Linked DNA regions of Danio rerio: region 1 is linked to region 2. The links are chromatin contacts, called in public HiCAR-type maps. All regions are on one chromosome and are shown on one strand. Each heading gives the region's core, a stretch centred on a gene start, on an enhancer-like site or on the middle of the called end of the contact. The rest is flanking DNA. Distances are from core to core; before and after follow the strand shown.

Region 1 (6,392 bases), core at 3,362-5,861, 410 kb after region 2:
ATTTATAGGAATCACACAATAAGCTGTATTAACATTTCAACAAACAAAAATAGCGAAAACATTTATTTTTCCCAACCTCCATTTTTTTATTAATTTTTCAAATAAAACTTCATCTTTAAATTAATATGCTTCCAAATAATTTTCACACAGCAACTTTTTATTCAAACTTTTCTTGTTTTTTCAGTGAGAAGGTCTACAGATCCTTAAACCAAGACACATTTATTTGAAGCTTGCCTGATAAAAGTTTTGTTTCTGTGAAACTGATCAAAACGAAACAAGTTTGACTAAAACAAATATCTGCTGTTAGAATAAACAAAATTAACAAAAGATTAATTTTCAAACGGCATTTACTGTTATTTGTTCTTGCTTTAACCATAAACTCATAAAAGCAAGGATTAATTTCTTCTTGCATTAATTTGCTTGATTTAAGTAAATATAGAATAATAATATACAGTATTTTAAATTATTAGATATTTGTATAGTCACAAAAATCATTCAATAAATCAATGTTTAATCCAATGACTTAATAAAGACGTTTTGCTATGACTCAAGATATTTTTAAGTCTTAAATTGTGGTAGATATTTTTTAAAACCTTTAAGACCTGTAAAACCATATTGGTCAGGTATGCATTGAAAAGCTGAAGCATCACATCAGTTTTGAAAATGATTATAAGGAAATAATCAATATAAATCATCTCTGTATAAAGACAAACATCTAAATTCAAACTGTGAAAATGGTTACTTTGATGATAACATATATTAAAAGTTACATTTATAACAGTTCCTTTTTTTTTTTTACAGTTTTGCAATAACTAACAATAAATAAATGATAAGGTTGCAAAAGGTATTTTTAAAAGCCTTACCGTCTCATACTTCAAATTATTCTTATGCAAAAACTCAGTCTTGTGCTTTGAAGAAAGAATCCCGAACCTGTAACGAAAAAGATCCATTTCCTGCTGGATAAACCATCGCCTAAGGTCCTCCCTAAAGCAAAAAAAAGTATGCGATTTATTAAATGCAGTTGAAGTCAGAATTATTAGCCTCTTTTTTTTTTTTGATTAGTGCTGTCAAAATTAGTGCATTAACGCATGCGATTAATTTGAAATATTTAACACGTAAAAAAATGAACGCAATAAACGCAATTGCAGTTTTTTTTCCTGTTGAGGCCGTCGTGGGTTCAACATGCAAAGAAATATGAATAAAACCAAGAAAGCACTTTATGAAGGCAATTTTCAGTATAAAACAATCAATCTCGCATTACCAGGCTATCCAGCCTTTCCTCCAGAGTTTCATGCAATATCGGGTGTTTCATTTTTAACTTTCAACTTTTGTTTTAAGTTTTCAACTTTTGTTTACTTTTGTTTTAATTTGTTCATACTTTAGAACGCTTAGTTTAAGCAAATTTGATGAACGCGATCATGCATGTAAAATCTTAAGGGAGTCGCTCCGGCTGCCCTATCCTGCGCGCGTTGTGTGCGTGTGTGTGTGTGTGTGTACGTATATTTGAGACATATCAGGACACAAATCTGTATAATGACATGGGTATGACACAGGTATTACAAAAAGGAGGTGAAATATGAGGACATTGGTGCTGTCCTCATTTCTCAAAATGCTTATAAATCTCCCAGAATGAGTTTAATCAGAGAGTAAAGCTGCACACAGTCTCCTGTGATGGTTGGGGTTAGGGGTGGGTGGGTTGAGGGCAATACAATATATGGTTTGGACAATATAAAAGGAATGGAAACCTATGTAATGTCCCCACGTTTCACAAAAACAAACATGCGTGCGTGCGTGTGTGCACACGTGATTCTTAGCAACAAACCTGCCTAAACATAGTTGTTCGTAGCCACCAAATCAAAACATTACAAATTGCAGTGAGATTGTGTTGCACTCTCAGCTCACATCATTTAAAAGAAAAGGTCTACATTGTCCCCCGATAATGTCAACAGACTGGACTGTTTTAGCAACAGGCTGAATGTAAAGGAAGTCTAAGCAAAATTGTTTCTACTTTATAATTAATGTTCTCAACTCACAACAATACAACTTTTTAATAAGTGCAATTATTTGTATTCAATACTTTATTATTATTATAATTTTCCATTTTCCATATCTGCAATGCCTGTATTTTGGCTTTTTTTTTTGCAGTCCACTTACAATCTAACTTGGAAACCAATTTTTTCTTTATTGGCATTGATTGTTTTAAAATTCAAATGGCTTTAACATGCCTCTGTTTTTATTTCTGCAACAAATATGGCTGTCAAGCCAGTATGTAGATGGTTTATTGGGGTGTGTTGTTTACATGAAGTAATCTGTGTTTCAAGATAAACAAAAATTCTAATAAACAATTATATTTTGAATTTAAATAATTTTTTTATCAATTTTAAGGTCAAAATTATTAACTCCTTTAAGCTATATATTTTTTACAGAACAAAACTTTGTTATACAATGACTTGTCTAATCACCCTAACCTGCCTAGTTAACCTAATTAACCTAGTTAAGCCTTTAAATGTCACTTTAGGCTTTACAGAAGTGTCTTGAAAAATATCTAGCCAAATATTATTTCATGTCATCATGGCAAAGATAAAATAAATCAGTTATTAGAAATGAGTTATTAAAACTATTATGTTTAGAAATGTGTAGAAAAATATCTCTCCAATAAACAAAAATTGGGGAAAAAAATAAACAGAGGGGGCTAATAATTCTGACTTCAACTGTAGTTTTTCTATTAAGAGCGTAAATGTTATAAACATACTCATAGCTCAATTTTCAACAAAGACAGATTAGAGTCCCTCATGACTAAAATTAATCAATCTGTAAAAGTATAACCTAATTACTTACGTTTGGCAATAAGCCAAGCGGAGAATAAAATGGGAGATATGGTCTTTTCTTCGTTTCTCATATTCAGATGTTACTCCTGGAACCTTTCGGTCATCCTGGGTTATTAAAAAAAAATGAACATACTGCACTCATTTAAGATTTTTAAAACTTTTTAAAGACAATAAATCTGTGTAAATATAACATTGTGTTGTATGAAAGAGTTACAGTACAGTCAATACAAATCATCAGTTAACATCAAATAACATAATGCAAGTTTTAAAAAAGTAGAAATATTAAAATAACAATAATAATAATTCATTCTCAAGGAAAGGTTCTGATGCTCAGTGTACAGCTAAAAAAAATGATGATCCCCTTGAGCACTAGTGCATGCCCCATAAGTACAGTATAGAAATGTACACATATATTTCTTATGAAGAATGTGTCCTTACCACTTCTGCCCTGAATGGAAAGTTCAGGCTTAAAAACTCAGCTTCCAGTTTTTTGATGTACTGGTCTGTAGTTTTCACATAGCTCACTCCAAGGTTTTCCACAGTTTTGAGCACTTGGAAAAGCATAGAATAAAAGCACATTTAACATGGCATTCTTGAGTAGTCGTGATTAATAAATGTACACATTGTTCAACATATTTTTAAACCGAAATTATTAATTGTAATAATGTTATTCCAATGGGGCTAAAGATAAGTTCAGTAAAATACTTAAAAAATAATAATGTCTTAATATTGGAGTACTGAAGTGTGTGTTTTTTTCAAATAAACAAGAACTTACATGTAACAATAGCATGGTACATTCATTAAATCATTTATTAAAGACATTAAATACATGGCTCACCCAAAACTAAGGTTCCTGTCATCATTTACTCAACCTTAACTTTTTTTACAAACCTATCTGAGTTTCTTAATTCCAGTGAAAACAAAATAATGGTTTTAAAAAATCTTGGAAATGGATAACTATTGACTTTCTTGGTACGTTTTTCTACATTTGTGTCAAAAGATAACATTATTTGAACATTCTTCAAAATACCTTCCTTTATGCTCAACAAACAAACAACTTAAAAAAATGTTTTAAACCCCTTTCAGAGTGAGTATATTTTCATTATTGGGTCAACTATCCCTTTAACAAGACATTACTAATCAGAGACAATATGGTTTAATTAAAAATTACAAATAAATAAAAAGTTATGACTATTTAACAATCATTCTCATTTTTAGTGCATTATGATGGTTAATAAACAAACATGGCATGTGCTAAAGACTCACATTTCAGTCTCTCAACTGCAAAGGTCTCAAACTCGATGAGGGAGATGTTGTCCAGAGGAGGCTGACCATAAAACTGCAGACAGTGATCATACAGATCACTCTGAGAGCTGCTGATCAGCTTCTTCCTTCTGCCTGAAAACTGCATTTTAAACCTACACAACAGAGATAACGTTATAGGGCTATAGTTTAAGCTTTAAAAAAGTGCTACAACTGAAATAATTCATGATCCGAACAACATTAAATAATCCAGACTTGTAACAATACTTAAATAACATAAGTACGCAGTACAGCTTTTGTGACAGATTATTAATGTGTGTAACTAGAACAATGCTAAGTTAAAAGCTAACGTAGTTCATTATACGCAGGTAATATATGTTGCTTTATGTCAGCAAAGTCCTCGCGGGTGTTTAACGTTACACACTTAAACATGGTAATGATATTAGCGTTAGGTGTATAAACAAAAGCTGGATGTATACAGAATTTTTACACGTTACTGCCAGAGAACAACAAACCTGCCTGTCTCTTCCAGGGGCCTGAATCCCGCCAAGGAGCTGACGTTCCAAACAAAGCGCGGGTATATGACGCCACTCACAAAATCCACCAATCGTATTCAACAAACGTCTGTTTCCGGGGGCTGTTACAGAATCATTTAGAAGACTCGGTTCTTTTGAACAATTCATTTGAAAAAACGGACATTTTTGGTTCACTGATTTATTGAAATTTATTTTAAGTTTTATTTACATTGAGATGATTACACATAATTTTGTAACCGACTCAAACAACCAGTTCTTGATCAATGACATCGATTCGTGACGTATTACTTTCTCGTGTGTTTCTGACATTGCAAAAATGCTTTAATGTAGGGTGTTTTTATTAGTAAATTTGTATTAGTAGTTTTTTTTATTATGTTATATATTATGTAAGTATATTAGATCTAAATATGCAAATATTAATTTACAGCCAGAACGCAACTTTTTTTTAGATTCAACTAAAGTTTTTATTTTGTAAATATTTCTGTAATTATAAAATTAAAGTATCTTTTCACAGCACCAGTCAAACGCTAGATCAAATCTACTACGTCCTATTATTGCCCACTGTCATTTATCGCAAACATTCGGACAAGTTTTGGTAAACGATTCATTGAAAAGATTCAACTCAAAAGAACGCTATCATATAAACAAGTTTGCAGTTTAAGGGCCTTTGAATTAAATACACACATTTAATTGTAGCTTAAATTGAATTGTATTTTAATTTGATAAAATTTAAAATGCATTTATATTTGCAGTACAAAGTATTTATTACATTATTTCTTATTTTATTTTATTTTATTTCTTAACTTAAATGAAAAATTGTCCTTCATAATTTTATGAAGTTTAGTTGTATATACACTGTAGAACATTTGCGTAAATCTGCAGTTTTCTGTATTTTGTTATTCATGTTTTTATTTTTAATTTTCCCAGTTTAGCCTATGCTTTTAAATTGCATTATGGGACCTTTCTTTTAACAACTTTGAAAAGTTCGAAGTAAAAGTGACTTTTATTAACATTTTTAATAGTTCAAAGATAATGTCTGGGTTTGTGTTTGTCGGTACGGGAACCTTGCAATAAACTACATTTTCTGTTATTTTAAAGACTTAATAATTTATAATACGTCATATTATTTAAAACTACTTAAATGTCAATAATGTTAAATTTTCAACATCAAAAGTCAACAGAGAGAGGTCCAATAATAAAGTTCAACTGTAATCAAAACTTAGGCCTATGAATCACAAAATAGGAGTTGGCTATTTTCTATAAATGGTAATCTAAGCGTGAGAACTGCGTTCCACTGAAAATACGCAGTTTGTTGATTCTGCATCACAGATATCTGCGCGTACTTCCACATCTCACCCACACACCCCAGCTGACTGACGACTGTAAAACATCTTCTTCCTGCAGGCACGGCTTCATCTAAACCATATTAACCGATTCCTCTTATTTGTATAAATAATTGAGTAACTGAAAGCAGCATGTTCATAAATGACAGCATGCTTAAAAAATAAAATGTGTCCAAATGGCTTGCTATGCGCATACACGCATACACGTGCTCAGTGGGATGGAGATGTTGGCTTATACTGCCCTCCATTGGCTATGCAGTAGAAGTGTTTTTTCTATTATTTTCTTTTTTTTTTTATTATTATTGTTTTCAATAACAAAAACAATAGATTGCAGAAATTTGGAACATTAGAAAAAATTGAGATGTTACAATCTGCATAATACAATATAAAAAAAAAGAAAAAAGAAAAAATACTAATAAAAA
Region 2 (5,867 bases), core at 391-2,890:
TATTAAATGAAGAATATTAGGAAAGCACAGAGATTTGCGTAACACACACAGACCGTCTCATATGACTGAGCGAGTGATTCTGACACTGTGTTGGGATTGAAATGCCTTTCTGTCTCATGGCTTCGTTGAACTGTGCCTAGTTTTATTATTTTGTTTTATTTTATTTTTTTCTGCCTCCTGGTGAATATGTCACTTTGTATGGAAATTTGACCCAAGTGTGTTAAAGGAGACTATTACAGAGTTCTTCACCACAATCATATGAGTTATTCAAGAGTGTGAGATGACACCTGAGATGTTTAATTATGTGTAATTATTACTTTGTGGTCTGTATGCAGAGCGAATTTTGCATCTTTTTGTTTTGTTTTTGTTTATTTGCAGTGCTGTTACAATTACAATGAATTTAAACACTATTACTGCTGTGATTGCCTCATTATGCAATATTTAATAAACAATATTACAGCTTTTGACTGATCCTGTTTGTTGTCAGGATGTGCACTGCTTATTTGATTGTGTTTTAAGCTCATTTCAAAATATATGTACTGTGTACTTTTTTTATTATGTTTTAGTTTTTTAGTATGTTATATTCATTGTTTTATTTTTATTTGAATTTAGTGTTTAATCTCTGTATTCTGGGAACAGACTTATTTTTTGGTGTTCTTTCCTAAGCTAATAACTAAACAATTTTTTTGCATAAAAAAAACATATATTGGACTTAAAATTAGCCTTAAATGCAAAGCACCCTCTTGAGGTGGCAAAAGAAGAGTTTCAAATGCCCAAACATTCATAATATTTTGTTATTATTGTAATTATAATTTTGTTTTGTAAAACTGCATTGCTGTTTTGAAATGATAGATTCTGTTTTATAATTCAGTAATAATAATTAAAAAAATTATTATTGGCATTCCAGTAGTTCATGTCATTGTCCAGTAGCAAAAATCCCCCGTTTTCATTTTAGGAATGTTTTCAATCTAAATTCTATTTTAGTTAAGAAATATATATATATATATATATATATATATATATATATATATATATATATATATATATATATATATATATATATATATATATATATATATATTTTTTTTTTTTTTTTTAATTTAAAAAATAGTTTGCTGTTCACTAACTAATATAAGCATATTACTAATATAAGCATATATATTTTTAAATATTTGCATATTCATGGGTTATTATTCATTCATTCATTTATTTATTCATTTAGTCCCTTTATTTATCAGCGGTCGCCACAGCGGAACTTTCCACCATACACAGCTGATGCCCTTACAGCTGTAACCCAATATTGGAAAACACCCGTGTACACTCATTTATACAATACGGCCAACTCATACAAAACAGCCAATTTAGTTTATAATTCACCTATACCGCATGTCTTTGGACTGTGGGGGAAACCCACGCCAACACGAGGAGAACATGCCAACTGGCCCAGCCAGGACTGGAACCAGTGGCCTCCGTGTCACCGCGGGTTTATTACTGTATCTCCTTCGGAAAATGTTTTTATTGAACCTAGCAAGTTCTCTCACATCCACCATTCACTTAAATTCCAGCTCGTCCAATAGCGAGAGATTAGGGCGTGGCTTCTGGTGAGCCAGCATGTGGTTTTTAGCAGGTGTGGTATACTGCTATAAGGTTGTTTACACGAGTTAGTTGGCGCAAGCCGAAAGTACACAAGACTTCGCAAAATACACGGAAATAATGCGATAAAACCAAACGCTGCCACTGTTTGAGAGTGAAGAGTTCGATTGGATAGGCCTGTTTGAGATTTAGCTGAGACGCCAAAAGGTAAGCAGCTAAACGCAAGCAAAATAGCCTAATATCAAGGAAACAATTAATCATGTATCTTACACGACAGAGAAAATAGACATAAATATTTAATGTTACTGGTGACACTAGTGGAAGAAAGACAACTTGTTTTACTATTAAACACCATTTTTGTTTTAAGATAAATAAAATAGTAATGTAGAAATTGAATAAAGTAGGTTAAACAGTAGATTTAAACAACGTGTCAAGTTCTGGCACATTGTTTACCACTTGGAATATTATGTTCAAAGTCCCATAACTTGCATAGAGGTTTTATATTTGGAGACATTCTCATTAATAATATAATTTCATATAAAATATTCTTTGCAAATTCTAAATAGTGAAATCATATTTGCAGCAAATGACTGATAACATTGTTCACAGCGAATTATAGTGTTAATGTTATTTAGAAGTCATACGTGCATGCTAATTCCAATTGAATATTCAAAGTAACATGGTAAACAATACAGACTGCAAAATGAACGAATGTGCGAATATAAAACCAACTTTACCTCTGTATAACTTGCTACCTTTTTTGAAGACGGTCAAAATGTCCGACTTAAACCAACTTTATCTGACGCATTTATCCAGAAGAACTATAGGCCTACTTAATATTTTTGAGTAATGTCATCACATATTTTATTGTTAATCTGGTCCAATGGAGAAAATTTAAACCCTCTTTTTTTACAATATAGAAGTCATATATATATATATATATATATATATATATATATATATATATATATATATATATATATATATATATATATATATATGTGTGTGTGTGTGTGTGTGTGTGTGTGTGTGTGTGTGTGTGTGTGTGTGTGTGTGTGTGTGTGTGTAAACATTATATTATTATATTAATGTAGTATATATATATATATATATATATTGACTTCTCTATATTGTGAAAAAGGGGGTTTAAATTTTCTCCGTCGGATGAATGAATGAATATATATATACATATACATACATATAAATAAAATGTCTTTCAAAGCCACTTGCTGAGCGCTGCCCATATAATATAACTTTGATGTGTGTATGGCAATACCACCCATGACCACAAAGGGGTGGTAAAGGCAAAGGATTCTCCGCCTCAACGCTGAGTAAAAGCCACCAGAACAGTCAGTGCAAAACATCCTTCCTCACAGGACTGTTAATAAATTAGAGCTCAAATTAGAGCCTAATTTAAACAAACAAAAATAAACTCATAACACGATAAGGTGCAGTGTGATGTCAATAGCGCATAAACACGAAGGAAAGTGACACTGTAAAATCTCCTGGAGTCTTAGATGTTTGCAATTAACGAAGCTCGCACTTGAAAAAGTAAATTAAGATGAGAGGGAAACACACAGTTGGACGCTGATTATGCGACACTGAAACACTAGCGACTCATTTTCTCCAACCACAGGTGGTAAATTCTGTTTGTTTCATTTAGTGATTTAAGATTCGGTTAAAGCTGTAGGTGGCAACCTGTTATGTTATGTACTGTAGCAATAAAGTGGCTAAATGTAAATGTTTTATATGCTTAAAATATGCTTATAGTTCATAATAAATACAGTGAATTTTGCATCATTGCAAGCAGTAACCCTAAAACAAACGTTGATTTTTTTAAGGCTATAAAAAATATATATAATAAAGGCTATAAAAAAAAAAAAACTAATACTACTAATACTTCCCTTCTTAGACTTTACAGACCTGAAACTTGCCTATAGCACTTATTCATTGTTGCTCTTGGTTGTGTAAATTGCTTCCTTGTCCTCATTTGTAAGTCGCTTTGGATAAAAGCGTCTGCTAAATGACTAAATGTAAATGTAAATGTCAATAATTAAAACTGTAAAATTGAGTGATGTTTCGTGTAATTTCATGTCTTTCATGAACATATTCAAGCATGCAAAACTAACATTATCAATATTTGTAATGATGGTTTGTTTCTTTATTAGTTTATATTAGCATATATACTATTGTTATATCGTATTTTATGGTGCCCCTCTATATTTGTATAAAAATTTGGGTTGAAACTACTCGGCATTATTTAAAGTATAGAACTATATTAGAGGCAAGATAGAGTGGGGACGAAAGGACAATTTACAAAAGATAATGATTTTAGAAGAAATATATTTTTGCTGTGGTTACTAACTTATAAGAGTGGTCTATTAAAATCAGGTGTTATTTTGTATCAGTGTTGAACAACTTCAATATAACTTCACTTTAAACAAAAGTTGCATGTTGTTGTTTTGACCACATAGGCAGGGATGAAAGTAACACATGAGTGGGTCAAAAGTAACACAACAATATTTGCTAGATTTACTGGCGTAATCTTGTTTATTTTAAATACATCTGACAATGATCTTGTTAATGTTAACTGTAAACATATTTTGTCCTATATCTTTGCCAAAAAATCTTAAACTTCATTTTCCTTTTAAATTTCACTTCCGTCAAATGTTTCTAAAGCAATCCAGCATTGCAAAATGTTACAATTGTCAATATTTTAAAATTATTATTGGCAAAATGGATTAATTTGATAAAACATCTGAATCCAAACTCTGCAAACTCTAATGTGGAAGCAAAAAATAAGCTTTGTCTATTAGCTGTGGGGCATAAATAACACTGTTACTTTCGTCTCCTTGCCATTTAAACCTGATTTACTTTTAAACTGGAAAAACTTAGACATCGCAAACTTAAGGATGTGTTATTGCACTAAATAACATGTAGATTGATCATTAGTGTGATGCATGAAAAGAGAAACACATAAGGAACGCTACAATTATTTACTTTCTGCACTTAAAAACAGAAATTTGGAGCTAACTGTGGGAAACTTGAAACACTCGTCTCGAAATCAGGTGATATTTGTCAGCTCCATCAATGGTTGCATGCTGAATGTGCTGTTATAGCCTGTAAAGCAAATGTTGTCAGGGCTTTAAGAAAATACCTTTGATTGACTGATTGATTGATTTAATAATTTTAACAAAAATATGAGTCCAATTCGATTAATTCATACATATTTTAAAAACTTTCAAGGATAAAATACACAAAAAAGCCACAGGCTTTTTCCATTGTGGTCCTCGATATTATTGATATGCTGTGTTACTTTTGTCCCACGTTATTTTCGTCCCCGCTCTTTTTAATAAGTTTTATTTATAGTTGCATGCAGTTATGCATTCTATACTGATATTACACCAGTAAGTATGTTAATAGGAGTCTTGTCATTTAATAATATGTATGTAATATCTATATATAGATCGATAGATAGATGGATGAAATAGATGAAATGGCATCAATCTACAGAGATATCGGCCAGTATTTCTCTGTTGCAATTGGCAGATCACAGTAATTATCCCAGAAAAAGCCAAAGCAGCACCAATACTACCAGATTACAGTTGTGTTTGCGATAAGGAAAAACGCTAAACACATGCAAGGCATTCTTTCTTTTTACTACGCTTGTTTGCAGTAATGAAAACAGGCCAACCAATCTCCAACCAGTCTCTGTCATCATCTTGTGGATCGCGTTGTATCTCTGAAATTATAAATATTTAAAATAGGCACTATCCTTATAAAGAGATAAAAAATCTATATTATAAGAGATAAAAAAATAATAAATAAGGGAAAAATGGCAATTACAATAATTGATTTGAATATTTGGATGTGTGTTTTTCTTATAAAGTGCAAAGTATGTGTAGTGACATTTGCTAACTGAGATCCACAGATTCAAAATTATAGCAAATAAAATTAAAGCAAATTAATATTATTGCATGTGGCGACCCCAGATTATTAAAGGGACTAAGCCGAAAAGAAAATGAATGAATATTATAGCAAATTCAAAAATGTTGACATTACAATAATGAATTGCTTAGTTCTTTGTTAGTTCATGAGAGCTACTAATTTTAAAAGTTAATAAAATAACTGCTATGTAAAAGCAAATGATGAAATCTTTTTTTAGATACGGCTCACTCGAATCTCAAGTTAGCAGAGTTCATCTCAACAACTTGGAAAGAAGTTGACTGGTTAAGTTTTAACAAGCAGTCCCAAATACTGACCTACTTCGGCTG

The links. HiCAR-type assays count read pairs that join an accessible place to other places.
Region 1: a contact with region 2 is called in a HiCAR-type map of caudal fin, with 8 times the contacts expected there. The contact joins the promoter of prim2 here to the promoter of si:dkey-103j14.4 in region 2. A contact is called at or near these places in 5 of 18 Hi-C or Micro-C datasets (caudal fin, embryo, fibroblasts and 1 more) and 2 of 4 datasets of contacts at active chromatin or transcription factors (caudal fin and embryo).

The regions. Positions count from the first base shown.
Region 1 is chr13:26,792,796-26,799,187 of GRCz12tu, forward strand. prim2 (DNA primase subunit 2) reads right to left here and starts at 4,612. Exons shown (of 13, transcript NM_214782.2): 1 at 4,095-4,612; 2 at 3,267-3,379; 3 at 2,839-2,933; 4 at 864-984. The coding sequence starts at 4,239.
Region 2 is chr13:26,387,735-26,393,601 of GRCz12tu, forward strand. It overlaps si:dkey-103j14.4 (a long non-coding RNA gene), which reads left to right and starts at 1,641. Exons shown (of 2, transcript NR_188714.1): 1 at 1,641-1,800. It overlaps sorbs1 (sorbin and SH3 domain containing 1), which reads left to right. Exons shown (of 24, transcript XM_073920835.1): 24 at 1-464. It also overlaps a transcript of si:dkey-103j14.5 not described here.